Regions from separate parts of the Podarcis muralis genome. Here region 2 is linked to region 1. The links are chromatin contacts, called in public Hi-C maps. All regions are on one chromosome and are shown on one strand. Each heading gives the region's core, a stretch centred on a gene start, on an enhancer-like site or on the middle of the called end of the contact. The rest is flanking DNA. Distances are from core to core; before and after follow the strand shown. Region 1 holds the start of MORN1 (MORN repeat containing 1). Region 2 holds the start of FAAP20 (FA core complex associated protein 20).

Region 1 (7,783 bases), core at 3,090-5,589:
GATTAAAAATGAATGCCTAGACATTACAGTAATACCTCCGCGAATGTCCGCCTTGTCTAGCGTCCATACCGGCGAATGTCTGCGGCAAACCCGGAAGTACCGGAATGGGTTACTTCTGGGTTTGCTGCTTGCGCAGGAGCACTAAATCACACTTTGCGCATGCGCAGATGCGGCACTTTGCCCTTCATCCTTTTTGGCTAGCAGCTGGGGCTCCGGAACGGCTCCCGGCCACAAAATGAGGTAAGACTGTATGTTATGGCGACCATAACCCATGTTTAAGGTGACATTTGGCAATTAGCTTATATAACTGAGTTTCTAACATCGATACCATGGTACAATCTAGATTAAAAACCCAAAGCCTGAGCAAAGAGGAATGTCTTAGACAGGCACCTAAGAGCTGACAATGTTAGCATCAAGCGTGTTTTCCTAGGGAAAGCATAATTGTCCCATACTCTCGCCCCCACATTCTTTTGGACTTGATGGCAATCCTCTTTTCCTAGCCTCGTGGGTTGTTAGTTTTCTAAGCCCTCACTTAAGCCACTGCCGTTTACCTAAGGCCTTCTTCTGCTTACCTTGTCTTTTGCTCTCTAGGACCTGGGGAGTTCAGCCAAAGGCCATTAGGATGAAAGCATCTCAGTCAATGACAAAGCATCAACATTTAAATACAGAACTGCTTCGCCAATCCCTGAATGTACTACAATGTACAGAGAACGTACCACAAAAAACCCACCTGTAGATGCCCAGTATCTGAGTCCATTGCCCTTAATTTCTCCATCTACGAACTCGCCTTCATAATAACTTCCATCTTTAAACAGCAATTTCCCGTGACCTGGAAAACAACAACAAAAACCTGAAAGGTCTCAGCAACAACCAGAAACTGCCTGTTTTGAGGAATTCAGTGAATTGGAGAGAGGGGGAAATAGGTAAGATAATCAAAATTGACAAGGAGATGGGCAGTACAACACTGCACTTATCTAATTTTTAAAAAAATGGATAGGGATGACGTTGATTATTTGGAGAGCAAGCAAAGGAGAGCCAGCCAGAGCAGCAGCTTTTAAAAGGAGCAACTTTGAACAACTTTACTATCAATCTCCTGATACCCTATGACAAGAGAAGTAATTCTTAAGCTTTAACTCTCTCTCAACTATTTAGCCCTTGTTGCTGGGCTGCAGCTCAATGCAACGTGGCAAGGGGGAGATGGTCATACAGCTGCAGTGCCTCCGGCAGGTGGCGCACTGGTGGTGAGTGCCCCGCTGGTGGTGGTGTGACAGAGCAGGGTGGCACTTCCTGTTTTGCCTCAAGTGGCAAAATGGGTTGTACCACCCCTGATCTCAGGATTCCAGAACTTACAGCTGTCAGTTTTGAGGGAAGGCAGCCAAAGACCCACAGCCTAGGTGGGGCTCGCTAGCTCAGGGAGGAGCTAGCTACCTGGAGTAGGTGACGGTCACATGCCTCATCAAGTGTCCTGGCCAGGACACACTGAATGGGAGCACTCCAAACCACAACATTTTGTTGCAGGTCCCACTTTGTGCTACTTAATAACACCTCTTGCAAGCTAGAATGATACTAACCTCACAATGGCAGAGGACAAAGTTGGTTTCCCTTACCGTGTTTTCTCCCTTGCTTCCACTCTCCTTCATACTGGAAGAAAGAATTAGGGTAAACGTAAACTCCATAACCTGAAAGGAAGAAATGCAGAAGTATAAGATGTCCAAAAACAGCAGAAGCAATTGAAATGAGGATCTTAAATACTTAAAATAAAAACAAAGCAACCCACTTTCAATATATACAATAATAAAAATTGTCATAAGTTTCCTCTATGCACTGAAGAAAAATTCATACAGTTTTGAGACTCATTTAAAGTTTATTTGCTGTTCTTTGCCCTTAGCAACTGGCATTCAGGCACTGATCCTACACATGGAGAGTCTAGTTAAGCTGCCATGGCTAATAATCATAGACATGATTTCCTCTAATTCTTTTTTAGAAGTAACTAAGTGACCATTTGTGACAGCAAAGGATGTAAGTTAGATAGTTACAGGAGTGGATAAGAAATTTTTTTTTGCCAATCCTGAACCTGCTCAATGGATCTAGTTTTTTAAAAGGCTCTTTGTCTTAGAAGAAAATAAATAAGGGTTTGTATACAGAATGTCTCAGGTTCAATCCCCAGCATCTCCAGCTAACAGAATTTCAGGAGACAGGTAATGAGAAAACCCTTTCTCTGCCTGAGATGCCGGAGAGCGGCTGCCAGTAAGAGTAGATCGTATTGAGCTAGATCAAGGTGACTATTTCAGGCTGAAGGTCACTTGGTCACCCCTCTGGGGGCTGCATGGCAAGAACTGCAATTCTCAAGGCTGCTTTCCAAAATACATTCCCAGCAGCTGTTCTACAGTATTTTAAAACTTTTGCAACTTACACACATTTAATGTGTGCAGTCAGCTTTACACATATGGGCATCCAGGAAAAAAGACTTTGGCAATCCCACCCACCATTGAACCCAGTATATTTTGACTATACGCGATTTTGGCTTCATACACTATCCCCTGAATCTAGATTCAGGTAGGTAGCTGTGTTGGTCTGACGCAGTCAAAATAAATAAATAAAATGTTCAGTAGCACCTTAGAGACCAACTAAGTATGTTCTGGGTATAAGCTTTCGTGTGCATGGTATCTGAAGAAGTGTGCATGCACACGAAAGCTTATACCTGGAACATACTTAGCTGGTCTCTAAGGCACTACTGAGCAATTTTTTTATTTATCCCGTGAATGTAACTCTCAAGTATGTTGAAATCACCTTCATTACTATTTAATTCAGTAAAATATATTATTTTAAATGGGGAAACGTAGGGGCAGCTTAAAGGGCCACAAAAAATCTTCTGGCATCAAAGTTTCATAGCAGGGAACCTAGTCTAAGCTGTGTTTGACTGACTTTGGAGCAAGATTTTCATCATTTACACTCTAGTCACTGCCCACTGCACATCACTGTCCACAGCTCCATGGAAGCTGGGGCTCTTAGTTGTTTTACTGATGTATAGTTTTGAGGTGTTTATTTCAGTTACGCAACTTAAAATGTATAACTGTTATTCTCATAGGCAGTAGTATAGTTTGGTTTTGAATGTGTAATCTGTACTGCATTTCATTAATTGATTCTTTTTTCGATGACATTTGTAAATCACTTAGGGTTTCCTGTTGAAATATGAAGCAGTATAAAAACTTAAGTAAATCAATAAAACTAGCCAGGTTGTTCTCCCTCTAACTGTGAGGCCCATAGTTTCCAAGCTGACTGCCAAGGCCAGAGCATGCTGACCCCCTAGTACAAGGCCAAGCACATCAGCTGGAGCAGAGTGCTGTTTGGGGCAGGAAGGAACAGAAACAAGCTCCCTATAGTTTCTCTTTATCTGGCCTTATAAACAAAATAATAAACAACAACAACTTTATGAGAAAATGTAATTATTACATTTACAGTGGTACCTCGGGTTACATACGTTTCAGGTTACAGACTCCGATAATGCAGAAATAGTACCTCGGGTTAAGAACTTTGCTTCAGGATGAGAACAGAAATCGTGCTCCGTGCTCTTTAGGTCCATTAGCTAAAGTGGTGCTTCAGGTTAAGAACGGACCTCCGGAATGAACTAAGTACTTAACCCGAGGTACCACTGTACATTACCAAGGGGCTCAAGGTGGCATATATCAACCTCTCTGTCCACAACAACCCTGTGAGGTAGGCTTAGGCTGAGGGACTGACTTGACTCACTCAAGGCTACCCAGTGAACTTCCTAGCAGCTGAGTAGGGATTGGAACCCTGCTCTCCCATGTCCTGATCTGTGTGTGTGTGCGCGTGCGTGCGTGTGTGTTTGTGTGTAAAAGTAGCAAATAATAATAATAATACAATAATAATTTATTATTTATACCCTGCCCATCTGGCTGAGTTTCCCCAGCCACTCTGGGTGGCTTCCAATCAAGTGTTAAAAACAATACAGCATTAAATATTAAAAACTTCCCTAAATGTGGGTGATAACTTTCTCTATGTGGCTCTTGTCACCTGATAGACTACTTCTGTCCATGGAGGTTCTATTTATTAGTCACAGCGCATGACTGTTCCAAAAAAACAGGCAATGCCCCCCCCCCGCAATATTTCTTCTCATTTAAATCCATCACGTTAACAGTCCTCCTGGGGCAAGCTATCTCTTCCTCCCGCCGCCGCTCACCGTCCCGACGCAGCGCTTTCACCTCCCCACAGTAAGATCCAGGCCTGGAGGCCGCCATGTTTCCATCTCCCTCGAGGACGCTACACCTTAGTAACAGATCCCTATCTCTGATTGGCTGTCCGGTTGTTAGGGGGAGGGGGATTCCTCTTCCTGGCCGGGCGGGGAGTGCGCGTTTGCTCGATGCGCGCGCGTTAAAGTGTAATGTGGGGTGGAGATCGTGTTCCCTGCTCAACCTGAATCTCCTGCTTGAGCTCAGTGCGAGGCTTTGGGAGCCGCACGTGCTTACCTGAGGGAAAGTCCCGTTGAATGCAATAGTGGGGGCTTGTTTCCGAGCACCGGATAGGCCTGTAAAATGCATTTCCTGCGCAAAATAGACCTGTCCGTCTTTATAGCCATTCCGGTTTTAACCTGCAACGCTGCAAACAATTATGCTGCAATTCTAACCCTGGCAAAATCTTAAAAGGGAGTTCCAGATGTTGATGACTAGCAGCTTTATTATGGTGGAAACTTAGTTAACTCGGGTCCCTAAGTCCTGCAATCGTATACACGTTTTCGGAGATCAAGTCTTGATGAATTTAATTAGACTTATTAGTAAACATGTTTTGGATCACATCTTTAACAGGGTAGGGAGGTGACCCACTTGGTGTTGGTTGCAACTTAGCCACTTAATATTTTGTGACATCTAAATAACACCACCACCCTCAGGTCAGAGTGTGATGTTTCAATGTGGATCAACATCTAATGATTATTACTTATAAGAACAAAAATAAACAACTATCAATCTCAGTCAGGACATGACCTCCTTGTAGGTCTCGACCCAGCTATAGAAGGTTGGTGTTGCAAGGTATTTTGGGGTTGATCAACGTGTAATCATTACCACACTGACAGGTTGCACCGCCGGTCTAATGCCGTGTTTTACAAACAAGGAGTTATGAGAGGTCTCTACCCTGAGGGAATTATGATGGTGATCAGGCTTGTCGTCACAACAACCCCGTGAGCAGTTTTTCAAGCCATACCAAATACTGTATATGAAGTGGAGAAGAAGAGCAGAGCCATTGATTCACTTCAACAACTGTGTTTACACTGACCTTCAGGGCTACATTGAGTACGGAGTTGAGGTTTGTGCCTGTTAGCACTAGTAACAGATTGGTTATTTCTCGAGTCGGGGTGGTGTAGCACCATTCATGGTACAATTATATAGCTGAGAATTAGTAGTATATAGTTTTTTATATCATCCCTCCCCACAGGGTGACAGCTTGCTCTGGTGCAGAGCTGGACCCCTCCCAGGTGAGAGAGAGGAAAGGAGCAACTGGGTGGCCTAATGGGTATGAGGACATAAAGCCATTAGTGTTTCAGAAATGGGGAGAGTTACAGTGGTGCTGTGGGTTAAACCAGAGCCTAGGGCTTGCTGATCAGAAGGTTGGCGGTTCGAATCCCCGTGACGGGGTGAGCTCCCGTTGCTGGGTCCCTGCTCCTGCCAACCTAGCAGTTCGAAAGCACATCAAAGTGCAAGTAGATAAATAGGTACTGCTCCGGCGGAAAGGTAAACAGCGTTTCCGTGCGCTGCTCTGGTTTGCCAGAAGCGACTTAGTCATGCTGGCCACATGACCCGGAAGCTGTACGCCAGTTCCCTCGGCCAATAAAGCGAGATGAGCGCCGCAACCCGAGTCGTCCGTGACTGGACTTAATGGTCAGGGGTCCCTTTACCTTTATGGAAGACAGAAGTGCCTGGCGTGCTCTGGTCCATGGGGTCACGAAGAATCAGACACGACTAAACAACAACAACAAAGGTAGCCATATTGGTTTGCTGTAGTCGAAACAAAATTTAAAAAATCCTTCCAGTAGCACCTTAGAGATCAGCTAAGTTTGTTATTGGTATGAGCTTTCGTGTGCATGCACACTTCTTCAGATACCAGAAACTATCTGAAGAAGTGTGCATGCATACAAAAGCTCATACCAATAACAAACTTAGTTGGTCTCTAAAGTGCTACTGGAAGTTTTTTAAATTTGTTTCGAGAAATGGGGAGAGTCATCTGTGTTTGCTTGGCAGTGATCTTACAGTGGTACCTCTGGTTACGTACTTGATTTGTTCTAGAGGTCTGTTCTTAACCTGAAGCACCACTTTAGCTAATGGGGTCTCCTGCCGCTGCTGCACCGCGATTTCTGTTCTCATCCTGAAGCAAAGTTTTTAACCCGAGGTACTATTTCTTGTAGGGGACGCGGGTGGCGCTGTGGGTAAATCCTCAGTGCCTAGGGCTTGCCGATCGCATGGTCGGCGGTTCGAATCCCCGCGGCGGGGTGAGCTCCCGTCTGCGGTCCCAGCTCCTGCCCACCTAGCAGTTTGAAAGCACCCCTAAAGTGCAAGTAGATAAATAGGTACCGCTTTCTAGCGGGAAGGTAAACGGCGTTTCCGTGTGTGGCTCTGGCTCGCCAGAGCAGCTTCGTCACGCTGGCCACGTGACCTGGAAGTGTCTCCGGACAGCGCTGGCCCCCGGCCTCTTAAGTGAGATGGGCGCACAACCCTAGAGTCGGACATGACTGGCCCGTACGGGCAGGGGTACCTTTACCCTTTACCTTTTACTATTTCTTGGTTAGTGGAGTCTGTAACCTGAAGCGTATGTAACCTGAAGCATATGTAACCCAAGGTACCACTGTATCTTGTGTTGTAGTACTGTTGAGTGTGAGGACAGAGTCAAACCATAGGCTTTTAGGCGTATAGTGGGGGTGGCAGACTTCATTGCCTTTTGGATGCCAGTCGCCATTTTGAATCAAGGTGGTGGACTGAAACAGGACTTTGGCATAATTTTGCATGGTTTGGGAGATAGGTTTGCATGCCTCATGATATCATTGCCAAACTCAGCATGAGGGTTCCTGAGGTGGGGGGCAGCAGCCTTCATCTATGTTTGGATGCCAGCTGCCACACTGAATCAAAATGGCAGACCAAAACATGACTTTGGTGTGACTTCAACAGGCTGAAGCTCACAAATGTAGCTCTTAAAATATTGCTGTCTTTCCCCCCTATGAATTTCTGGGCACTTCCTCTTAGTATAGGCAACAACTGATTTATGCACATCCAATTGGCATGTCTCTGCTCATGCCCACATCATGGCAACCTGGAAATGGGTGCAAAAGGGGGTGGAACAGTGGGGGCAAAATGGGGCAGAACAGGACAAAACGTGGTGGAGTGGGCTTATGTGCGCTTCACTGTTGCACGCAGGGGCCAGGAGTGGAACTGCCATGCAAAATGGTTGCTACGTGCATAGTAGATAAGACCTAGAGGAGCAGGAGTGGATTCGAGTTATATGGCGCATTGAGCGAGAATAAAATCCCCCCACCTCCCAAAAAATAATTTCTTGCTTTCACAATAATTCCTTTTGGTACTGTTGCTCCCCCACCCCTAGGTATAAATATAGGTTTTCAGTGGGTTTTATGGGGGTACCCAAGGGTACGCAGTACCGGCACTCACCTCCCTGATGTTAAAAGTGTGGCACTTACTGTAATAACTTTAGGGCAAGTACCAGCAACCTTCCCCCCCAAATAAAGCACTGAAATACCAGAAATTCCTATTTCGCCTTGAAA
Region 2 (7,783 bases), core at 1,407-3,906, 450 kb before region 1:
CTACTTTTTCTAAACTCAAGCGATGCAGGTGTGGCTCCACAGACTTGAGTAATGTCATCCACGCGATTTCAGCACCGCTTAAGCCTTGCTCTTCAAACCAGCAAGAGCTGCTGGAAAATGTACTACAAAACATAAAACTCAGGAATAGCATCATTTCTCTTGTCAGAACCAACCTGGTACAGCTGAAGCCACTTGCAAGCTTGGAGTGGAATTGTTGAGAATCCTACATTTGCGAGGCAATCTTGGTGACTGCACACTGAAACCAGTATGAAAGACAAACAGAGAAGGCTCCCTTTTAAGGTGCTCTCGATTGAAAAATTCCACACCTGTAACAGTAAACTCTTCAAAAAACAACAACCTCTAAGTGGCCACTATTTGCAAACATCAGGTCCTTTGGTCTAAAAATGAAACAGGAGACAGATGTAGGCTACTGCTGTAGTACTATGCAACATAACCAAAGCCTAAATGTGTGGCTTATGTTATTTAACTTACAGTTGTGAATAATAATATCAAATTAATTAGCCTCTAGTGATGACAAGTCTTGCTCTACTTAATCCTAATCATAAAAACCTGAGGCACTTAACATATACACTCGATGGACACTCCTCGCCTCTCGTACACAATGACCTCTCAGATTCTTGTTCACCTGCACACCCCTTGCACATGACCGATTCTTAGGTAAGTTTCGAGCATTTATTACAACGTTCTGTTAACTGGTCTGCGTTGACAGCAAAACAAAACTGTTCTGAGGATTTTTAATAGGTCGTGTATTAATATTAATACAATATACAAGTTATGTTATATGAGAACAGCCCTCATCATCCTCATAACAAAACCCTGAGGCTTTGCCCCCCTTTTTAATGCACATCTAATTCCTCTTGACGCTCAATCACCTAAACACTCCCATAATACAAATCTTAAAAGGAGAGGTTTTTGTGTGCCTTTACTGCTGTAACACGTTTATTGGCTTAACCTATTTTGTTCTATTGAATGATCTTTTAAATCTTATATTCAAGGGGCTCATGCAGGGCTGGATTTAGGTTTGATGAGGCCCTAAGCTACTGAAGGTAATGGGGCCCTTTATATGTCCAGCTGTCCTTTGTCAACAACAAATTGTCGCAGTTTTTTGTGTTGGATATACTGTATGCTATATGGTGGCCACTGGTCCCATCACCTCCTGGCAAATAGAAGGGAAAGAAATGGAGGCAGTGAGAGATTTTACTTTCTTGGGCTCCATGATCACTGCAAATGGTGACAGCAGCCACAACATTAAAAGATGCCTGCTTCTTGGGAGAAAAGCAATGACAAACCTAGACAGCATCTTAAAAAGCAGAGACATCACCTTGCCGACAAAGGTCCATATAGTTAAAGCTATGGTTTTCCCAGTAGTGATGTATGGAAGTGAGAGCTGGACCATAAAGAAGGCTGATCGCTGAAAAATTGATGCTTTTTAATTATGGTGTTGGAGGAGACTCTTGAGAGTCCCATGGACTGCAAGGAGATCAAACACATCCATTCTTAAGGAAATTAGCCCTGAATGCTCACTGGAAGGACAGATCCTGAAGCTGAGGCTCCAATACTTTGGCCACCTCATGAGAAGAGAAGACTCCCTGGAAAAGACCCTGATGGAGGGCACAAGGAGAAGGGGGCGACAGAGGACGAGATGGTTGGATAGTGTTCTTGAAGCTACAAACATGAGTCTGACCAAACTGTGGGAGGCAGTAGAAGACAGGAGCGTGCTCTGGTCCATGGGGTCAGGAAGAGTCGGACACGACTAAACAACAACAACAACAATATGGTAATTTATGGACCTAATAGTTTATTTGCCTATTTGCACATAAAATATGTATTTTATCAAAGTAATTGTTACAACCAGTCTGTGCAGAACGTAGGCACCCTATATATAGAAATGAGCAAACCTGTGATATTTTAGGGAGCAAGCAGGGCCCATTACTTACATCATAGGAGCCTACACAGCACAAAACACTGTTGCTGTATGTAGGTTTTATTTTAGCTTGTATTTTTAGCTTGTATTTTGGAAATGTACCTCCAGTGTTGTTGTTTTTCCTTAAATTTTTGGGGGGGCCTCCAAGAGAGGGGGCGGCCCTAAGATATAGCTTGTTTAACTTATAGGTAAATCTACCACTGGTCATGCCTTGTTGCAACTCGCCTCATTCCAGTTAACTTGAAGCATATGCGCGCGCACACACTCAGAGAACGATCCAATCATTCCACACTCATCCACCTGCGCGCGCGCACCCCACCCCCGCGCCGCTGCATTCCTAGGCCTCGTGGCGGGCGCCTGCGCATTCGCACGCAGACTCCCCACCCTCCCGCAGCGTCTCAGAAGGAATCCCAACCCGGACTCACGGTGCTCGGCGAGGAATGGCCGAGGGGCGTCGTTCCGCCTCTTCTTCCTCCTGCTGCTGCTGGTGCGGCTGCCGCCTCTTGCGCTTGAGGCTGAGCTTTCCTCCCCGGCTGCTGCCGCCGTGTTCAGCCCGCTCTTCGTCGGCCATAGCTCGGTCTCCTCTACCCCCCACCCCACAAAAAAAAAACAAAAACAAACCTCCCCTTGGGGAGGAATTAGGGGCCGCCTCCTTCCGAAAAGGCGGGAAGGGATTTTCTGAGGGGAGAGCTCGCTCGCTCAGCAGCCCCAGCTGGTGGCCAACGGGCCGCCCTGCTCCCAATGCGGCCGAGAAAATGGCGGGTTGTGTGGTTTTGTTTTTTTAAAATATTACTCCCCCCCCCCCCAAGCCCCTTAAATTTTTTTTATCGTCATCCTATGGAGGGCAAGGCTTCCACCCCCCCAAAAAAGGAGCGCTCCCCACCCCAATTGCTGGGTTCCTGTCAGACTGTGTACTTTTTATTTCAGAGATCTTGACATGTGGGTCCCAATTCGCCCACTTCGAAATATACTCTGCCCCTTTTGCCTCCCTCTTATTTCCTCCCCTTCCCCCACCTCCATTACTGCCTTGCTAAACTTGGGAGGAAAATCCTACCCTCAAACAAACGGGTGCCTGGCAGGAGTGGATTTTAGTAGGCCAAAGCTGCTTAAACCTGATACAGCACAGCCCTGTTTACTCTGAAGTATGCCCTTGTTTTGCTCCTTAAGGAGAGTGTCGTTTGAAGGATAGGTTTCAAGCCTGAAACCTGCCTTGGGGTTGTGCTCCGTGTTCAGCCCTGCTCAGAGTAAGCACATCAGGTCGTCACTCCAGTAAGTCCTTCTCAAGAGTAATCCTATTGAAACAGATGAACCGAAGTCGTAGAGTCAGAAGTGACCCTGAGGGTCATCTAGCCCAACCTCCTGCAATGGAGGAATCACAACTAAATCCGTGACCGATGGCCGTCCAACTTCTGCTTAAAAAACTCCAAGGAAGAAGCGTCCACCACCTTCCGAGGGATTCCACTTCCTAGTAGAACAGCAGAAAGTTCTTTCTGATGTTTAGTCGGAAATTCCTTTCTCGTAACTTCAATTAACTCAGAGCTGCTCTGAGTAGGTCTAGAATGGGATACAAGCCATTGAAAATAACGGTCATGACTCACTTGGGTCCACTGACTTTACTGGGTCTGCTCTTCAAAGGGCTTAGGTACAGTTCATTTACTTTAGCAAGCGTTTGGGTGGGAATGTCTCAAGAAAGGGAGTTTCTGCACAGATGGAGGAAAAGGCTGCTTGAGAAAATTTAAGAACTTTAAACATTCTTACAGATTGGAATCTCTGGGCAGACTATATTTTTAAGGGGTTTCCATCTTTTTTCATGTTTCAGTTAATATCTGAAGTGGTGAATCAATGAGATCAGCTTGACTAATGTTTTCATACAGCTAGACAAACCTTTAAATTTGATTTGCAGATTTTGCATGGAGTTTGAGAAACCGTTTATAGATTGCTCTTCATGAATGTCACCCTAACGAAGTCTACACATGGCATGAACATTAAGAAAGCATAAAAGGAAAAGTCCAACAGCAGGAAATAATTGCTTCATTGCCTCAAAACTGCAGCTGTAAAAACAAAAATGAAAAGTGTTTTCCTCCTAGTTCATACCTTTTTTTACAGCACTGTCTGCAAGCTGGAATGTAGTTATTTACCACTTGGTGGCACCAAATTATTAAAAATACTTCTTGAGAGTACAGTATTCTATTAACATTTTAGTAAATGGATTTAATTTTGGGGAACTAATATTTATTTCACGTTTATGTGTAATTGGAAAAAAACTGATCCTAAGCCTCCAGTGTCTTGTGGTATATTCATTTGTGAGAAAGGCTTTGGGATTAAATCCCAAGGAAAAAATCTGTACCCGCTGCCTTGTGGGACATATTTGGGAGAAATAAAGGCTAAGGAGTAAACCCTACACAAATCCAGAGTGCAGTCCCTAAGACAGTTGGATGGCGCCTTGTATGCCCTCCTTCTGGCAACTCCTGCAGCCAAGCTGGTTCCAAACGTATTGCTTTCCTTTCCTTTGGACTACATCAATGAAGTCATCCTGGAGGCCCAGAACCTTCATACACACTGCCCAGGCTTGCGCCCCGGAGAGGTCACTTTGGTGCTGCTAATGCAGCAAAAACAACGTGAGAGGTAGTAGTTATAAGTTACTCATCTCTGCAGCCACAGTAGGTGCTGTGATTCTCCAGTGGTTTGGCTTCACTCCCAGAGGCGCACTCCATTGTCTCTTGAGACAGACAGACATCAACAATATGTGTATCGTCATATGCATGTATAGCACACATGGGTTTACCTGCACTGCATGTATTTGTTTTGTAGTATTTTATGCAATACCCAAAAACAGAACAAATACATGCTTAAAATTTGCATGTGCTAATTTATAGGTATAGATGCAATATTAGAAATAATTATACCTAGAACATAATACGACCTGTGAGACTGCTAAAGTATGCTGACTGTTGATGGGCAACCTCAGTGCCCCTTCTTTCCCTTTGGGTTCTTTCATATATTTAAACTAGACTTGGACAAGACACCCTTCAAAGAGTACATGGCTACCCTAATTTTGTGACAGTTTTACAAGGGGAAGAGCAATTGCTCACTGCTGTTTCTGCCTATATGTTGAACAGTTCTCAGATGCAGTGTAGCAGAAATCATACTGGAAAAATCATTTTGTGAAGATTGTGAAACTGAAAGATGAATGCTTGGTTTATTCCTACTGTGTGAGTCTGCATTTGTAAACAATTGTTTCTCCTCCGTTTCAAGGTAAAAAAAGAGTAACAAAACTTCAAGTCTACACATGACATGAAAGTAAAAGGATAAAAGAAGTCCTAACATCAGGAAATGAGGTAGGTAGCAATTTTTTTGTAGAAGAAAATGTTAAGCTTATTGCAAGAGACATGTCCAAATGTGTTGCTTAATTTGTTATGGTCCACAAACACATTAAGTATTTTAAATATATATTCCAACATGTTTCTACATCTTAACTCTTTTTATCAATATCAGCTCTCAGTAAGTTGTTGGGAATTAACAGAATTAACAGTTCTGGATATAATTTTTCAAAGGGTCATGAACTTGGTTGTCATATCAGAAGCTCAGAAAAGTAAAATGGGCCCGGAAAGAGTGTTTCTTCTCCACTACACTTGTGAAACTCTATGGTTAATTTTGTTTTAAAAATTATTAAATTTCCTTTCAATTTAAATTGCAATTCTAAAATCTTAGACTTTTAATGGCATTCTTATTTCGGCTATAGCTAACTTGCAAAACTCATATGCCTAAGGTGGAGAGTTCATTTTTAAAGCAAGGATTAGATCATTTGAACCCATAAAAGCCCAGTTCACCATTGTGGGCTTTGACACAGATGAATCTCAGCTCACCCCACCCCACCCACGTCTTTTTATTTATTTTAAAAATGTTGTGTGGAACCACCTCCTGGCTGAGATCACTCAGGCCCCCCTTCCTTTTAAACTTCAGGTACTTGACAAAGATATTTCTATTTCAGCAGGCATTTTAAGTAAGTTGTAGTTTGCATAATTTGTGGTATTGCTTTCCACACCTATGTCACAAGGCTATTTACAAAATGCAAAAAACAACAATAACCCACCAGTTACATATCAGCAAATAAATTTAAAAACAATACTACTAAATAAACACCTGTGGCACAGACCTGTTCTTTCAGCTGGGAAAACTTGAGTGAACAAAAACGTTTCCAGTTGTTTCTGGATAAATGCAGATAGTGGGTGACTATAGAGCTTACAATTTGACATGTGGTTTTTGTTTGCTTTAAATACTGTATTATTTTGAGTGATCGATTGTTTTATTGATTATATAAACCACTCTGTGACCAAGTATGGTGAAATATAAATAATGGAAATAAATAATAATAAAAATCAAGTTGAAACAATTGACATTCCGTTTATCATATTTAACACTCTAGTGCCAAGCAAATGTGTAAATACTGAGTGGGATTCCTTTCTATTAACAGCATCTCTGTCTGTCTTTCTCAACATCCCTTCTTAAAGAAATAAGCAACATAACTCAAATGTAATGCAAGGATATGTCATGTTTTGTGTGCTAGGGTTGTAGCCAACTAAGTAATACTCAGAGTAGACCCATTAAAATTAATGTGCTTAAGTTATACGTGCTCATTTATTTTAACGGGTCTACACTTAGAAGGATTAACATTGGCTAAACACCATAGTCCCAAGCCATGGAAAGCACGTTACCTGAAAGCCAACAATTCTAGAGACTAAAAAAAATTGTATAATAATTGCTGATACCACTGCTTACTACCTCTGATGCCTGCAGTTCTTGGCTTTACTCTTTTAAAAATACGATTAGTCTGTAGTTGTAACTTATGCACCCTTGTAAGTATGTAACAAAGATGCTAGCTTGAGGGAAGAGAGCTAGAAAGGGAGCAGTTGTTGGAACAAATTCTAGTTCTCTTTAGACATTCATATAGACAATAAATCCAATGATATAAATCAAGCACCAAACATACTATATGCATACTTCATTTGTAGACGAGGAGGGAGGGCCAGAAAGGGCAGCATGTGAAACACAGGTGTCAGCATTTGCTGAGGAAGAACTGGTACATTATCAACTAATCCACCTTCTGCTATTTGTGATTTCCTCCCCAACAGCTGTGGCATTAAATAAGAGCTCACTGCATTTGGGAAGAATTAGAGAACTTAATGGGGATAGGGGTACCACTGCTGAAGCATTGGGGAAAGACAGGGGAAGTGGGGATTTTGGAGGAAATGTTAGACACTTGGGGTGGGAGTTGGGGGAAGAGTTCATTATTCAGCTGTGCTTCTAGATTTATCAGTGGGAATTGCTATGGTTCTTTGTTCTTGTCTTTCCACTAAGGCTGATATGGCACTATACATGCACCGTAGGCTCTTTTATGGTCTACTGAGAGAGTCCTAGGGAGTTTATTTTAATTGCAGAACAGAGTTGGTGTCGACTTCTGCCAGCTGCTAACAGGAGCCCTCCAAGATAGGCTAGATAACATACACAGATTCTTGTGCTAACTGCTTTATAGAGAGATTCATTCTTTGAGTCAGAAAGAGGTGATTATATACATCCTAATTATATGCATCTTTACTCAGAAGCAAGTGTACATAGTACTGCAGCCATAGTGATAGATCTCAGTTTATTTAACCTGTTCCATTGTTCTTATGCAAGAAAATGTTGACTTTTTAAAGACTAGGGCGTGCAACCTGTAGGCCAATATTATTCATAGTTTTTCAAAATAAAGAACCGCTGAGTGAAATAGGATTTACTTCAAAGTAAGTGTGCACAGGATTGCAGATTGAAGTTTGGGTCAGAGAACTTACTGTTTTGCAC

What was found. A called contact is a pair of places that touch in the nucleus more often than the background predicts.
Region 2: a contact with region 1 is called in a Hi-C map of tail, with 3 times the contacts expected there. The contact joins the promoter of FAAP20 here to the promoter of MORN1 in region 1. A contact is called at or near these places in 2 of 3 Hi-C or Micro-C datasets (blood and tail).

Annotation. Positions count from the first base shown.
Region 1 is chr7:18,377,421-18,385,203 of rPodMur119.hap1.1, reverse strand. It overlaps MORN1 (MORN repeat containing 1), which reads right to left and starts at 4,339. Exons shown (of 15, transcript XM_077931327.1): 1 at 4,205-4,339; 2 at 1,608-1,679; 3 at 731-829. The coding sequence starts at 4,262.
Region 2 is chr7:18,821,015-18,828,797 of rPodMur119.hap1.1, reverse strand. FAAP20 (FA core complex associated protein 20) reads right to left here and starts at 2,656. Exons shown (of 4, transcript XM_028740932.2): 1 at 2,371-2,656; 2 at 1-122. The coding sequence starts at 2,516. It overlaps LOC114602555 (a long non-coding RNA gene), which reads left to right and starts at 2,329. Exons shown (of 5, transcript XR_003707937.2): 1 at 2,329-2,432; 2 at 5,201-5,283.